Regions from separate parts of the Nomascus leucogenys genome. Here region 1 is linked to region 2. The links are chromatin contacts, called in public Hi-C maps. All regions are on one chromosome and are shown on one strand. Each heading gives the region's core, a stretch centred on a gene start, on an enhancer-like site or on the middle of the called end of the contact. The rest is flanking DNA. Distances are from core to core; before and after follow the strand shown. Region 1 has its middle 23 kb from the start of ARAP3. Region 2 holds the start of PCDH1 (protocadherin-1).

The links. A called contact is a pair of places that touch in the nucleus more often than the background predicts.
Region 1: a Hi-C map of an unstated tissue shows a contact between it and region 2, with 2.9 times the contacts expected there. The contact joins the enhancer-like site here to the promoter of PCDH1 in region 2. A contact is called at or near these places in 2 of 4 Hi-C or Micro-C datasets (a lymphoblastoid cell line and an unstated tissue).

The regions. Positions count from the first base shown.
Region 1 is chr2:37,009,554-37,012,469 of Asia_NLE_v1, forward strand. No RefSeq gene overlaps it. Among named protein-coding and RNA genes, the nearest start is that of ARAP3, 23 kb to the right of the region's middle. Within about 2 kb of position 1,403, the one cell type or tissue checked has an H3K27ac peak away from gene starts, as active enhancers do. A contact at or near this core is called in a lymphoblastoid cell line, where this site is marked.
Region 2 is chr2:36,833,274-36,836,641 of Asia_NLE_v1, forward strand. PCDH1 (protocadherin-1) reads left to right here and starts at 1,750. Exons shown (of 5, transcript XM_030827336.1): 1 at 1,750-1,925. The coding sequence starts at 1,886.

The sequences.
Region 1 (2,916 bases), core at 153-2,652, 180 kb after region 2:
ATCTCTGTGCCCTCCCAACAGGCAATTCTCTGGGCTTAGAATATTTTTCCTCCCATCCCTCACACATTCCTCACCCTCGATCTTTGTCTGGTTAAATTGCCCTCCTCTGGGAAGCCAAGTCGGGTGAAGTACCCCTCGTCTGTGCTCCCACAGTTGCCTGGGCTTGTTTTGTTACGGCTCTGTCCACCCTGTGGCCAGGCTGTTTATGGACCTAGTAAGGTCTCCCTTACTAGACATGAGCTCTCTGTGCAGAGACCAGATTTACCTGTCTCATAGCTGTATCCACAAAGTGAAGAACAGTGGCTGGTATGCTGGCAGTCAGTAATTATCAGTTGACTGATCAATGGGACAGAGCCTAAACGTAGACATTCTACCTCTAAGAGGCATGCACTTTTAAATCCACCCTCTAATAATCTCCTGGGTCTGTGCTCCACACCACTCTGCCTTCCCATAGCCACACTACTACCTACATAGTAGATAATAACAGATAATAACAGCTAGCATTCCCTGAGTGCTTACTGTGTGCCATGCACTCTCTCATTTAATCCCCCAACACATAATGAGATAAATATGATTATAATCTCCATTTTACAGATGAGAAAACTGAGGCTCTCTGAGGTTCAGCGAATCCCCCAGGGTCACAATGTGGTACTGGGATGCTGAACAAATAATTGCTGAATTGAACTGATAGCACTGGCATTACCCTGTGCCTGCCTTCTCCGTGTCCACGGATCTCAGCACAAAGCCTGGCGCAGAGTGGGTGTGCACTCACCAAGCGAGCAAAACCCAGTCCAGCCTGCGGCGGGAAAGGAGGCCTCCTCGCTCCTCTCTCCGCTCCCCCAGAGCTCCCTCTCCCCATTCATCTCCCCTTCACACCCTTAATAAAAGCCCTGAGATTGACCGATTGAAGGGTGTGATTTCCCTGGGAGAGAAGCATCATTTACATGGGAACATTCAAACAGGAACAGAATTCTTCCGCGAGGGCATGGGCATCAGAAGATAGCTGTGGATGGAGAGTTGCCGGGGGAGCGGGTGCCGAGGGATGGGGAGCGATCCTTTATTTATTTATTTCCCTCCAGGAGCCTTCACCTTTCATTAAAACACCCTCCGGATGTAGGTGCAATCAAACATTCATTAGACAAGCAAGTTACATTTTTAAAAAACTAACAACGCCCAAACACACACACACACACACACACACACACACACACACACACGCACGAACGCACGCACGCAGCAATAATCAATCTGCGAAATGAAACCGGTCTTTCGGGCGAGAAAAGCAGCCTGTGTTTGTCTGTACCGCGCTCCCCAAGCCCTGCGTCCCCCAGGCGAACAGCCGGCAGTGCCCCGAAGCCCGCTCCCCAACCCCAGCCAGCCGGCCCTGACACAAGGGGTCCTTCCGCGCAGGCCCTCCCACTCCTCTCCTCGGCAGGGTCTCCCCACAGGTCTGAAGCGCACAGAGAGTTCTCGCATCTGTTCGCAAACCCTGACTCGAGGCTCAGAGCTCAGCACTGGGGGTCATCCGCCCAGGGCAGCAGGCATTTTCCCAAAGCCCTGTGGTTGGGGGAACGGGGATACTGGGCGGTTGACCGGCGAGGCTGGCAGTCCTCCGCCCCTCAATCAGGACCGGCTTCCTGGAGGAGGGGACAGCGGCGAAGCCGGGAATGGGGACAAGGAAGTGGCTTGACAGATGGGGAGTGGGAGGCTCTTTCCAGCATATGGGGCCGCGTGGGCGGAAGGAGTCTGGGCCTGGCGGTGGGGAAGGGTGGGCACGGGGCTGCGGAGACGGTCCCCGGAGCGGGGACGCGCGCGGAGTGAGGGTGGGCGTGTGAACGGGACGGAGAGGGGAGGAGATAAGCCTCCCAAAGGTGGGGGCGGGGAGTGGGGGCGGCCTTGGATGCGCTCACCCGGGAGCCTGCGGAAGGCGCAGCACGCCGAGCGCCTTGCACAAGGGCGCCCCCTGATGGCGCCTCACGCGGCAGACACGGTTTCCATTTTCTTTTGACATCAGTGTAACAAAATCCTCAATTGAGCGCTTCCTAGAAGCCTGGCGCTGGGCTGAGATCTCCTTTGGAAGCCACTACCGTGCCCATTTTACAGCTACGAGAACGGAAGCTCAGCGAGGTCATACAGCAAGAGCCAGGATTCCAATCCATGCATTCATTTACTCAACAGTTCTTAAGAAGTCCCTCTTGTAGGCTGGGGGCTGGAGGTACTGCAATACACAGGTGAACAGGTTCCTGGCCTTGCGGGGCTTATAGTCTAGGTGAGGAAACAGCATACAAGTAAACAAATAAATGAGCAAAATAATTTCAGTGCTGCGGAGGAAATAAACCAGGGTGTGGAGCTAGGCAGCAACTGTGCTCCCTCGGTTTCCCCCAGCCTGCCTCCCGCTCACTGCTCCCTGGGGGACTGGGATTTGTCAGCCTTGGCTTCAAGGCAGGCAGCAAAGGAAGGTGGCTCTGGGGGTGGAACGAAGTGGGGGAGTGCAGATTCCCAAGGCCGAAAGCCGCTGTCATCTGGGTCCCGGCCACCCCTTCACATGTACTCCGGCTAGCACCTGCAGCCCTAGGCGTTCCCACCGTGGCCAAGCAGCTGAATTATTTCCTCATCTCAACCCGATGAGTTTTTAATCTTTCTTCATACGGCAGCCTGGCTGCCTGCGCTGGGATTATTACGGAGTTCTCTGCACATCGATCCTGCCTCCCCTGGCCGCTCTGACCAAGTGAGGCTCTGAGATGGCGGCGGGAGGGGTCTTGGCTCTGGAAAGATTTAGGGGAGTGCCAGTGCTTGCTGTGGGCTGGGGACTACAGCACTCAGGTGTCAGATGCCCAGGATTTCAGGGGCACTGCCCTCAAAGCTGGGCTGAGCCAGGGTGGAGGAGTATGGGTATGAAGAGGCAAAGTTTACAAT
Region 2 (3,368 bases), core at 500-2,999:
CGAACATCTGGGAGATTAGCATTTCCTGCCCAGCTCTGCGGCTGCTGATCCTGCTCAGCCCTGAGCAAGGGAGGAGAACAGAGGAGCCTTTGAATGGCTCCCAGCAAGCAGACCGGGGAGGGTTTGCTGCACTGGGCAGCGGGCACACGCTGGGGGCAGGGAGACCGGGGCAGCTCTTCTGCGGAAGATTTCTTCTCTCTGGGCCACTGATTCCCTCCTCAGAGCTGTGCTCAGTGATGTAGAGAGTATGAGCTTTCTAGAGACAGAAAGAAGCTACTTACAGGACAGACCCACCCCCCTCTTTCACCAGATTACCCAATCTCCCATCTAGAGCCCCGCCCCTGGGCTCCTGGGCCTGAGGGATAGAGCAGGGCATAGGCCAGAAAAGGAGTCCAGTTAAGCGGGGCTGCTCTGGGAGAGATCTTGGACAGAGTTTGCTTGCCCTCTTAGCTAGCCAGAGATTCCGCTTTTATCCTGAAGAGCATCCCACCGAGACAGGCAAGAGCTGAGAAGAGAAGGAAGTAGAAGAAAGAGGAAAGGCACAGAAGAGTGGTAGGAACAGGAAAATGGGGAAGGACAGAGATGGGGAGTCAGAGGCTATGGCAAAAAGAGGCCCAGCAACTGGTCATCCCATAAGGAGAGCATTTCCTCACCCAGCACTAGGCCTGGCTAGGGATAACCTTCCTCATTCTTTTGACCTAGAACACTCTGCCTGGGCCTGCAGGCGAAGAAGGCAGGAGGTCCTGTTGAACTGGGACACTTGGCAGCCTGGGTTACCAAACCGCAAGCGCAGGAGAGGGAGTTCCCAAGCTGCTCAGAGACCTCTAGATGGCACCAGAGAGCCAGAGCTGAATGGGAGAAACCGAGTATTGGAGTGTGTGAGACACTGCGTGTGACACCGTGTGTGATTTGGTGAGTGTGATAGGGAGCGTGTGGCACTGCAAGGGCGTGTGACACAGGCCGTGACACTGGGCGGCCTCGCGGGGCAGGGACCCGGTGACTGTATACTGTAAGTCACTGGCAAATACGTGTGGCCGCAGCACTACGCCCCCCAGAGGGCAGGTGATCAGGAGACCCTCGAATAGCCTAAGCTCAGGAGCAGCACTTCGTCTTCACGCTTGTGTATCTTCCCCACCCTCACTCTAGAGCCCCCGGGTGCCATTAGCCTCCTCCTCCCACGGTCCCCTCCATAGCCCCACCCCCACGGCTTGCTGCGGCCACCGAGGCTGACCGCTCTGCGGCTTCGGCCGGAGGGGGAGGGGTGAACTTTCCCCGAGCGCAGCGGGAAGGGAGGGCCACACAGGGCGATCCGGGATCTGGGCGGGAAAAGGGTGGATATGGAGGAGCAGGTGCCCAGGCAAGAAGGCGCTTCCCTTGCCTCGACTTCCCAGCGGGCAGACAGAGCTAGGGACAGGTGTTTGAGTAGGGTAAGGAGGGGAATCCAGGAGCAGTCCTAGATGGAGGCTTGGGTGGGATAAGTGTAAGGTGAAGCGCAGAGGAGGGGACGGCCTGTGTACTGGGGCCTCGGGCGGTAAAGAGATGGCAAAGGGAGGGGTCCAGGCTTTGGGGAGCGGTGCTCGGGGTCCCCTCCCAGCCGGACCAGAGCGGTCCCGAGCTCCACCTCCCGGCCGGAGCGGGGGGGCGGGGAGGCGGGCGGGCCGGGAGGGAGGGGGGAGGGAGGGGGCGGGCCGGGCTGTGCGCTCCGCTCTCTGCTGGCTCCGCCGCCGCCGCCGCCGCCGCCTCACACACTCGGGGAGCGGGAGCGCGGCGCGGACGCAAAGCCGCCGGGCTGCTGCGCCCAGAGCCAGCCGGAGCCGGAGCCCGAACCGCAGCGCCAGCCCCAGCCGTGCGGAGCCGCAGCCCGGGCCGGGGCCGGCGGCGGCTCATGGACAGCGGGGCAGGCGGCCGGCGCTGCCCGGAGGCGGGTAAGGATCCGGCGGCGGTGGAGGCAGCAGCGGCTTGGGGCCCGAAGCGGTCACGGCCGGCGGGAGCTGAGGGAGGGGCGCTCGGCGGAGCGAGGCCGCGGGGGCCCAGCCCGAGCTCGGCGCCAGGGGGCTGAGGTGGGGGCGGCTGGGAGCCCAGAGCGGGGGATGCGGCCGAGGGATTCCGGCCTCCCAGGTCTGCGGCGAGAAGCCGAGGGAGGGGAGGGGGTGCTGAGCAGAACCCCAGTCCCCGCGTCCCGAACCTGGGCGCGCTCGGAGAGACGGAGATAGGGAGACTCCAGGAGCGCGCGGCGTGGAGGATGGGTTTGGGGAAGCGCGCGGCCCCCAGTTTGGTGGGGGTCTCCCGGAGGACGGAGCAAGCAAGGACCCTTGTCCACAACACATACATACACACTTGTTGGGCAACTAGCTCGGCTCACTCAGCCGCTTCCAGCTTCCAGCGGGCACCCAGAGGGCCAGACCGTGGACATATATACACATATACATACATCCGTACATATGTGCACACAGACATACCTCCCGCACACCAGCGCCCACTGGGGCACCGTCACCAGCTCAGAATCCGCTTCAGTGTCTGCACGATCAGCAGCACCGACACACAACCCGTGGCTTTACAGAGCAATAACACAACCGGGTGTGACACCCCGCGACGTGGACACACAAACACAATCTCGTGCCCTCATGTACGAGTGTCACAGCCACAGTTCACTACATGAACCCTCAAAACCTAGCCACCCCCCACATTCCTTTAAGGAACACACCCTAACATATATCTTCTTACCCACTTCTTGGCCAGAACATAGGTACACAGCACAGGTCTCCTTGCACCCCTCTACTGCACCCACACAAACACACAACCCAGTATCTCAGCACACGCTTGATGGCACACACCCTAACACAGGAAGTGGCACCTACAGCAGCGCCTCACGGTCACAAACACAGAATACACTGCTTCACCCATCTTAACACTGGGTGTCACACACACCTCAAACCAACAGTGTCACATTACATTACACCCTGCAGCGCATACACACAAACACACACACTCCGTTCCTCTCCCTCGGAGTCCAGATTCAGGCAGAAGAAGCCGCCGGGGTCGCTCGGCGAGCCCCAAGCGCCCCGCCACGTTAATCGCGACATTATTACTGTAAATATCGGCACAGCGGGAAGCCTGGGCCGGCCTGCCGGCTTCCCAGTCGGCGCCTCCCCAACCCCCACTCCCGGGCCGAACCGGCCGGTGTTCCGGGAACAAGCTGGACCTGGCTGGCCAAGCCATCCCGCCTCCCCGGAGCTCCGGGGCCCCAGGTTCCTTTGTAGAGGGTGCTAGCCCGGGACGGTGATTGCGACCCTCTTCCAGCCATTTAGCTGAGTTTTCTGAGCCATCTGGGTCTCCAGCACACCTGGGTCCCACACACCTTGGTGGGT